Linked DNA regions of Gossypium arboreum: region 1 is linked to region 2. A link is a contact called in public Hi-C data. All regions are on one chromosome and are shown on one strand. Each heading gives the region's core, a stretch centred on a gene start, on an enhancer-like site or on the middle of the called end of the contact. The rest is flanking DNA. Distances are from core to core; before and after follow the strand shown.

Evidence for each region. A called contact is a pair of places that touch in the nucleus more often than the background predicts.
Region 1: a contact with region 2 is called in a Hi-C map of leaf, with 4 times the contacts expected there. The contact joins the enhancer-like site here to the promoter of LOC108467795 in region 2. A contact is called at or near these places in 4 of 5 Hi-C or Micro-C datasets (all in leaf).

The regions. Positions count from the first base shown.
Region 1 is chr8:13,222,262-13,227,495 of ASM2569848v2, forward strand. It overlaps the pseudogene LOC108467473. Among protein-coding and RNA genes, the nearest start is that of LOC108469015, 32 kb to the right of the region's middle. Within about 2 kb of position 3,005, at least 2 of the 2 cell types and tissues checked have an H3K27ac peak or open chromatin away from gene starts, as enhancers often do. A contact at or near this core is called in leaf, where this site is marked.
Region 2 is chr8:13,169,818-13,174,720 of ASM2569848v2, forward strand. It overlaps LOC108467795 (peroxisome biogenesis protein 19-2-like), which reads right to left and starts at 3,435. Exons shown (of 5, transcript XM_017768570.2): 1 at 3,135-3,435; 2 at 2,983-3,031; 3 at 2,492-2,777; 4 at 1,002-1,318; 5 at 367-638. The coding sequence starts at 3,174. The coding sequence ends at 593. It overlaps LOC108469673 (protein transport protein SEC16B homolog), which reads right to left. Exons shown (of 15, transcript XM_053018298.1): 15 at 4,534-4,903. LOC108468767 (putative glucuronosyltransferase PGSIP8) reads left to right here. Exons shown (of 7, transcript XM_017769624.2): 7 at 1-325. The coding sequence ends at 223.

The sequences.
Region 1 (5,234 bases), core at 1,755-4,254, 52 kb after region 2:
GCATTTATGCATAACGCTAAATTAGATTTCTAGTTAAAAACTTTTAGTTCAGTACTTAAAACATAATAAATTTTGAATATGATTGATCGAGAATACTCGATTAAAATTCAACAAAGAAGCATACAGCAGGAGAACAATAAATAACGCTTCCTATAAATTGTCTAATAAACAAGTTGTTCACAAGCTTTAATTTCCAGTTACCTTGCAGCACTGGTGAGGTATAGACAAGTTTTCCTAAAATTTGTAATATCAACATGCTCAGTTAAAGGGTCAAGATCGTCAACTTGCAATTGGATGTAAATCATATGTTTCAAGTTCTATAAAAGCAGGAGGGTCCTAAAATAAATAACTGAAGAAAAAAAAAGTTGATGGATACCTCCATCAAGAGATCAATAGCTTTAAATTCATCATTGTACTGTACAGAACGTGCAAATATGTTGGAAACTGGAAAGCATGGCAAACACTGGAAAAACAAATTTCTTCTGCAATACATAAATTTCTTGTTGATATAATAAGATAACTAAACCTCCATGTGAAAAGCAACAATTTGTTCTACAAGCTCCATTAGATCATCAACTGAGGCATCTTCACTCTGTATTAACGGAAAAGGCAAGTAAATACAATATCTCACCATTAAAGAGAAACCTATAATGACAATTATTTTGAAGTGCATCACTCATAAGACTACTAGATGTCTATAGATCATTAGAGTTCTAACCTGTCGCATCGGATACTCTTGCAAAATTTCTCTTGCCAAGATCCTGACAACAAATAAATTAATAAGGCCAAAAAGGTTTCTGCTAGGTTTTCCAACAACATGAGAAGGAAAATATTCACATAGGTCATTCTTTGGATATGGATTCTAAGAAATGAAAGTTGGATTAGGAAGACAAATAATAGTAAACTATTATCATGATCTAAACAAGGTCGGCCAACAATAGCGAATGAAACACTTGTTATACAAATTTTCTAGTAGCAAAGGAGTAAATATAATAACTTATCAAACCAAATAAATGCTCACCTAACATATTCATGGCCTCATGAACAAATGTCGCCTTCTGAACCCAATAATTTGTATTTCAAACTTTCCTATTTGATTTTTAAATAAAAGAAATAAATAATAATAATAGATAATTTGGAGCAAAAGCAAGAGGGGATTGAGAAGATAAAACAAAACTTATGTAAGTATGATAAAAAACTGAGGGTTACCCGCTTGACCTCTGCAGACACGGTCAATGCCAACACAGATAATATATAAGCTAGGTATTTCCGCAAACAAAAAAAAGTAATTTAATAATGTAGTACCTATGAAGAAAAAAATATAACTAGAGAAGAAAATTCTTAAAATAGAAGAAAGTTCTTGATTTGTAGAATATAGTTAGTTGTAAGATGAATTTATTAACCTAATTAACAAACAAAAAAAGCTACTGAAACCAATAATTAAATCACTTAAATTGCATATATAAAGGAATAATTTCATGTATATTACCAACAAAGTCCTAATATTAAATAATGACTCCATCATAATCATCCTTCCTTGCATTGCTTAGCCAAATTACATTTACAAAAGGTATAATGAAATATCATTAAAGCAAAACAAATAATACCTTCAAATTTGAATCAAGCATAGTCTCATAAAATGCCTTTAGGGTTCCGTAATGGGGTCGGAGAAACTTCAACAACTTTGGAACATAAGTCATGGAGCTGATTGAGGTGCGGACTTCTTGCCTAAAAAGGATATAAAACCCAAATATAAAAATGATGTTGTATTTTGGCATTGGAATTACTCCCACAAACAGTAAAACGCATCAGCCTGATCAAATGTTAATAAAGCATACAAGCATTGAATGAAACAGTGAACAATAAAATAAACTCTTATTTCCTCTACATTTTTTAACTTCAAATTAGCAAATAATAGATTACCTCATGCTCTCAAGAGCTACTTTCTGGACTTCAGGATCAACATCATAAATTCTCTCTACGTATAACTCCAAATGTTGCGAAAGAGCCAAGTCTTCTTCCGATTGTGCATGCTAAGAAAACAAAAATCACCTAATATAAGATAAAATAAAAACAAATGGATAAAGATAACTAAAGCATAAGCTCGAAACAGGGACTCACAAGATCCTCCTTGTTAATATCTTTCTTCTTGGTATCCTTGGGCAGAGGCTTGGTTTGGGTAGTTCCGGTGCCATTTTCCAGATAAGCCATGAAAACTAGGGCTCACGGTTTCTAACTTTTCGGTTGAGAATGAGAATGAGAATGAGAATTTGAATGAGAATGAGTTTTTTTTTTTTCAATTCATCTAGGATGACCCAAGACTCTTTATATAGGATGAGTTTCAACTATGATTAAACTTAATTATTTTAATATTAAATTTAAAATATTTATCTTTATATAGGGAGTGTAATGTTAAAAGATGTCAACGTCTGAGGCTGCCTTCTCACAAAGTATGGCCATGCTAGAAGTGACTAAAGAAAAGATTTTGTAAAATAACCAAATTAAAATTAATGAAATAAAACTAACATCACAATGTTTAATTGATATTTTAAAAATTAATAAATAAATACGACTAAGTGAGATGTGTTTAAATGAATTACTCTATATTTATTAAATTAAGTTTCAATTTTGCCAACAATGCTAAAAGTTGTAATGTTTGTTTAATTGGGGTTTAATCTATACTATTTATAAATTCTAATATGAATTACAGTATGATTAATTACTATATTAATTAAGTTTCATAGAATTTGTTCCACGAAAACACAAATACAATACAAATTACACTGAGATTTTGATGCATGTAAAACACAAATACCAATATATACATCATCGAGAGTAACTATAAAAAGGCTAGCAAACCAAAGTTCTAATAGGATTCTATTTTATCACATCTTTTCTTCATCTATAAAACCACTTGAATCCCCCGAAGCCATTTAAGATCTACAATGGCAATGGTGGAAGTTGGAAAAAGCTATGAATATGTACATCAAAATTGGGGTCATCGAATTCCAATTGTGAAAAAAAAATGGGTCAAACTTCGGTTGAAGAAAATTATTATTACGATTGGGATAATCAGCTTTTGGTGGGGTTTCAATTTTTGCCGACGACTGAAGAATTGGTGAAGCAATATTTGATGAAAGTGTTGGGTAATCGGTTGCCTGTTTCGGATTTTCTAGTAGTTGAAGAAGCTGAAGTTTACAGCACGCCTCCAATGAGTTCTGGTACAGTGGTGGCCCAAATTCGTCCTGCCCAGACCCAAATAAAACAAAAACAAATATATTAAAGACTCCATTTACAAATTAAAAACCTTAAAAGCCCAACAACCCAAAGCTCAATAGCCCAAAACCTAAAAACTAAATAGGAAACCCTAGCTCCCCCTAAGGCATCAGCGTAAAACGGAGAAACAAAAGACGTAGGATAGAAACAGAGCAGAAGCAGAGAAAGAAAAAAAAAAGAAAAACAAATATATTTGTAATATTCGGCTATAAAGCCCGAATCCTTTGTAACTTTCGACGGAGAATGAAATAAAATACAAACAAAAAATTCAAAAAAAACTAAGTTCATTTGCTATTTATTTGTTTTCTTTTCTAAAAAAATTATAACAAAAACAGAAAGCTTAATTTTTTTACCTGATTCGCTGCATCGCCGCCGTGGGTGGGTAAGGCCACCGTCCCCGAGGAAGGACGGCCCCTTTTCGAAGCGAGAGGCCCTTGGGTTCGTTTGGACCCGCCTGGGATATGTCGGAAAAGAGGGCTTGAGGGATGTATGTTCTAAAAAATGAGGAATTGATGGGTCTTTTTATTTAGTGTAGAAGGCATCGCCTTCAAATCTGGGCTAAAGGGGGCAAAACGGTCAAAAGGAGGCATTTCATGAACTACGATGACGACCGGTGGCCGCAGCGGCGGTTCACTAGACCTCATGGCCGGCCTAAGGGCCATCTTCAGAGAAAAAAGAGAGAAAATAGGAATGATTTTTTTAAAAAAAGTTAAAATTAAAATAGGAAACAAAAATTAAGAAAACTAATTTACTTTATATTCCATTTTTAGGGTACGTTTGTTTCCCAGGAAAACTTTATAATCCAAATAAGATAATATCTTATCATTTTCTTTCCTTAACTCTCCTCTATTTTATTTTCTTTTATTTAACATTAATCCAAATGTGGTGTAAAATTAAATACACAACAATTTAATTAATAACTTCTATAATAATAAAAAGTATTCATGAACCAATAGAAATCCATAAAAATTTAAAATTCATTTTATCCTCTTTATTGAATTGATATTGTAAGTTAATTAATCATTAATTTAATTAGAAAATGATTAAAAATCATTCCTTTTACAAAATTAAGTGTATTATTATAAATTTGTTGTATTTTCTTTCTTTATTTTATATATAAAATCAATAAAATTTCATATACGTTAAATTTTGAATTTAAGGTATTATGATTTTTTAAAAATATCAATTCTATCATTTTAATCGAGGCTTGATTTTATTATTATATAAATGTATCACAATTTAATAAATATAAGTTTGATTTGGACGGTAAATTATTCTAATAACCTATAATAACACGTTTTAATCTAATAATATTTGTTTGCTCCTCCCCAATGAAAAATCAAATATATATAGCTGGTAATTTCACATTTTTAAATGTTTCTTTTTTCAATTTGAAGTATTAGGTCGGATTTAGAGTCCCTTTAAATGAGCAGTGCATTTATTTACGGTTAGTGTAAAAATAACAGTGCTGATGAGATTAGATACTTTAACAATATAGTAATGTGAGACAAATAAAAGCTAAACGCATCTGCATTGAAGTAAATGTCCATCCAAAAGGGAGTTTGGATTTCGTAATTAATGTATTTATTTAATTTTTTATATTTTATCATATTCTACATGTATTTAAAGTATTTTATATTTACATAATTTTGAATATGTTTATTATTTTATAATTTATGTAAGGATTGCTTTTACTTGGTTGATGTGGTGTTTTAAGATTATTCAATATTATCATATGAAAATTTTAAATATATATATGTTTGTGTGTTAAATTTTAAGTGATGGCATAATATAATTTCAAGATGTCCTTTCATCAAATTTTGATGTTTGTCAAGTTTAATAATTAAAATGGATCTATTTGTCAAATTTAAGTACAATAGACAAAAAAAAATGCATCAATTCATACCAAATTATTAAGTTGAAGGCTAAAAGTTAAATTAACCTATTAGAATATATTT
Region 2 (4,903 bases), core at 2,185-4,684:
TGTAGCAATTAATTCGTTTTTGCCGGCAGCGGTTCCAATTTTGGTTCCTTTGATAGGGGTTCTGGGGTCACTTTTGGTGATGGCGTGTCCTTGGTACCCCGATGGAGTTACAAGAGCGTTTGCTGTTTTCGGCTATGCATTTTGTTATGCCCCTATTGTTAAGGTTACGGCACGACTTCAGGTCTCACTTGAAAAGAGAACAAATTTTCCCAAAATTGGGTGAAGAATCTTAGGTACACTTGAAAGTTTTGTCTTTATTTTAACCTGAGCGTAGGACCACCAACATTTCCCTATTTGTCCATTATTAAAATTATAAGAATTTATAAGGGCTTTGATTTTCCCACAACAGCCTATATAGCATGCCCATTTTCATGAATCATCAACAAACCCTTGCTCATTACTGATAACTATATCCCATGGCATAATCATATACATAAGCTTTAACAATAAACTAGGATAAAAATATTGAGCATGTCATTTCTTGAAGGATCAATTAACTTAAAAAGTTGAAGGAAAGATACTTTATTTCCCAAAAACTTAGAAAGAATATCTATTAAATAGAAAGAAACATAGTCTGCAACAGGATATTGCCTCACATTATACAACAGTTCTGCTGTGAATTGAGAATCTCTGGGGATCTGCAAGAGTAAAAAGTGTTTGTTAGCTAAGAATATACAAGAAAAATGCTCCATACGTCAAGTCGACAACAGCAAAATACTACTTCAGGCCATCCTACCCCAGAAACATATGGAATTTGGTAAGGCACTAAGAGCCATTACCTTCATCCCAATATTCAGCATATCAACACAATTGATCCATTAGTTGAGTTACTCTATGGTAATCCTAAGGAAACCACTTCCCTATATCATTTTATCTTGCCAAATGACCTTTCACCAGATATTAACACTCAAGGGAAAGAAGCAATAATTTTCATAAATAAAAGACAGGCAGGCTGTCTGCTGAGCAAAAACCAGAATATTGCACATGATAAGAGCACTTACAGCTGGCCAAGATTGGATAAATCAAATTCAGGAGCAAGCTCTTGCACAATATCATTTGGTGGCTGACCGCACTCTTGCATTTTTTGCATCAGGTCAACAATCTTGGTAAAGTTATTAGGATCATTTTCATAAACTCCATTAAGCTCCTTTATCAGCTCATATTGGCGGGAGTAACGTTCATATTCTTCTTTACTCAAATTAGCTTTGTGCTCTTCTAGCCATTGTGGGTATCTTTCTCCAATTTCCTTCATAGGTTCATGAAGAATCTCCTTAGATAAAAGTTGTTGCATCATAGTCTCCACAATTGATTCCATGTCCTGGTCAAACCAAAAGAATAATTATCATTCCTTAGCATATGCTACTAATGAAACCTAAATCCTAAACAAAGTGATAAGACATGCTGGAACTAAAATCAACATACTAGATGATAAAATATGTGTAGTAATGAAAGTATTTCCTTGATTGTTTAAAGCAATATATGTCCATATGCATGTATGTATATGCAAACAACAATCAGTAACTTATAACCCAATTACTCGATGACTCAATAGGCTATAGAACTCAACAATTTGGAAGTTTCAGATGCAAGACAACTAGGACATGTTAACCAATGAAAACTATTTACTTCGACAATATAACACGCCAGGCTTGCCAGCCATGTTTAATTCTAAGAGTGATGAGTGCTAAAACACAAGTACCTCCTCCTTAAAGCGGACCTTTCTCTTAGGGCTTCTCCCACTGCCTCCTATGTTGCAAAAAATGGAAAATTGTTCATACAGCCAAAGCCCTTAGATTGAATCTCATTCTCATGCAGTATGTATCAACAAAAGTTGCCCTTTCCTTTCATGAAATGCTATTAGCCAGACAGGAAGTGGGTTGAGAGGGGGCTGGAGGAGGTTTACTTCAAAGTCCCATGAATTGGAGGTACTTTGAGCAGATATAAAGGACATAACCGTACTCCTATATGATGTAAGTCATATAATGTACATTTCTTATATGCAAAGAAGAAAGTAGATAAGCAAAAGAAAAGTGGCACAAGGCAAGCCAATCTTGTACTGATTATTGTGTAAATTAGAAGTGTTCCTGAGAGAGGAGTATCCCAACATCTAACTTAGTTCCTCCCTCTCCAACAAAATGAAACTGTCTTAATAACCAACTAGCAACAGAAGAACAGTATCCAGAGCTGACGATTAACCTTCAAGCTGATAGATATCACTCAAATAATTGGATAACATTCTAATACATACTAGCAATAGTGAGACTCCAACTTAAGGAATAAGGATTAAGGATTAAGGATGAAGAAGGACACGATTCGCTCACAAATTTTAAAGCTAATGAGCGCAAAATTACAACTACAGCAAAGCCAAACCGAGTCATACAATATCTACTACGCATTCTACAATAAAAACTACAATACCAAAAAATATCTATATAAGATAGATAAACAAAGCCTCAAAAGGAACAAGAAAACAACAGTTAAGCAAATATACCTGAGATCCAGCAAGCTCCTCAAACTGCTTGACCCAATCCTCCATCATTGCATCCTTACCAAAATCATCGGCACCAGGTTTCGACATTGATTCCAGTCCCTTTACAGTCTCTCTGGTCTGTTCTCTGAGTTTATCAAGAGCCTCAGTGACATGGGATTCCTTTAAAACCTTTTGCTTTCCCTTTTTCTTGCTCTTCAAGTCAGGTAAACCCATCCCTAACCCTTGAACCCCACTTGGTAAAGAACCAGATTCTTGCTTCTTTCCTTCACCATCTCCTCCACCTAACCTATTAACCAAATATAAAAGCTAAAAGCTAAATCCAAGATATCTGATGAAATATCTAACTTTTGAGAATAAAGTTAGAATGAGAATTTTTAGCTTAAGGCCAAAATTTTAAACCTAAAACATAAAAAGGGCATTGAGGGGGAGGGAGGAACAAGATAAAACTGTTCATAATATGTATATAAAAATACATGAGAGAAAGAGGATACTTTTGAGGAGGACGGGTGAGGTTGAGATTCTGGAAATCATCCAAAGCACCTGAAAAAAACAATGGATTCAATGTACAAGTTTAAGAAACAGAAAATTAAGGGGGGGAAACACAGAATATAGACATACAAAGATTTTAGACATAGAAACATACTATCAAGAAGTTGGTCTAAATCATCAGAGTGGTCAGCCATTTTTGCTATCAGAAACTTGTAACTTGCTGCTTCTCTATCTCTATATATATAATATAATATATAGGTAAACGTTGAAGTAATAGAATTTGTGTTTTCGTTTCGGCTTTTAGGGAATTTGGGTTGAGCTGAATTGGAATGGAAGAGCAATTAGGCGGTGCAACCGATTTGGGGTTGAGTGAGAGGATCAAGATCCAACGGTTCAGATTGCTTCAAGGGATTGACTCATTTTGACAGGATGATGGCTCAACAGTCATTGGCTGGAATTTTGGGAAAAACCTTACAAGCATAACCTTCCCTAATTGAAATAATTTGTGTAATTAAATATTTTTTTCTGTATTCGTTTAAAATATTACGAATATGGTAATAATTTTATAATTCGATTATTATGATTTGGTATTTTTATGTGATTATGCAAAATATTTGAATATTTTAATAATTTGTATAATTGGTAATCTTTTAATTAATTAAAAAACCATCAACAGAGTTGTGTATAATGTTTTGTGCAATTGAGTAAAGTTCTCTCTTTATTTATATGATTGGAAAATGTTTTGTTTAATTAGTGTTACATAACATTCGTAATAATTTATGTAATTCATTAATATTGTGTAATTAGAAAAACACACAATGTTTTATGTATGAAAATTATAATAATTTGTTTGTGGTTTCAATTTGGGGTTTTTGGTTTAATGTTTAGGGTTCAAATCTTGAACCTTGACTCTCGAACCCAAAGCTTGAACCTTGAACCTCGAACTCTCAACCTTAAGCCTTAACCATGAACCTCGAGTTTAAGATTCAAGGTTCAAGTTCGAGGTCGAGATTTTGGGTTTGAGGTTTGAGTTTAGAGTTTAGAGTTTAAAGTTTAAGGTTCATGATTCATAGCTTAGGGATTTATGTTTTAGATTTGGGATTTAGGTTCAAGGTAAAAAAAAAATATCAAAATTATGTGGTAATAACATGAAAAAAATTGATGAAATGTTACTAAATAATTAAAAATAGACCATGAATGGTGCGGTAAAAGGAGTTTATACAATAATTTCTCTAATTTGTGTAATAATCAACAATTATAAAAGTTGTGATAATATGTGTAATTGAATAATATTTTGTAAAATATATATAATTAAAAAATGTTTTGGGCAATGGGAGCACGGAATAGTTTGAGATAAAAAGTTAAAATAAAGAAATTTGCTAAAGCTTAATTAAATTGTTTATAATAAAAGAAATTTGCTTAGTAATATTATGGATAAGCTATAGCAATAGTTCTCTCTTTTTATGAATTACACAATTAGTAATGCTGACAAAAAATTAATACACTTTGAGATTGAGGATATCTTTCAGGCATTATTTATTTCTTTCTAATACTTTATATCAAGACAACGTTTCCATTTTTCAACAAATGAACAAATGACTGTACAATGTTTGCCTGTTCGGCCTTTTCGTTGCTTTTTAGTCAAAACGAACAAAAACAAAACTAGCTCCTTCAACCATGGGCTGTAACAATACAATATGAAACCTAATAATACAACTAAATAAGCAACTGAATTTCGAAACATAATGAAGAAAGGGGTAAAGGGTCTAACAAGTTTTAGCCTCGCCCAAAAGAAATGATTTTTTTTTTTTTTTTGTTTCCATTTTTAACCGAACCAGCTCAGGTGATTGCTGCCATTTTGATGAAGTGAACTTGGAAGATGCAGTGGGCAGGGAATCATAATTCGACTTGTATTTGGTGTTT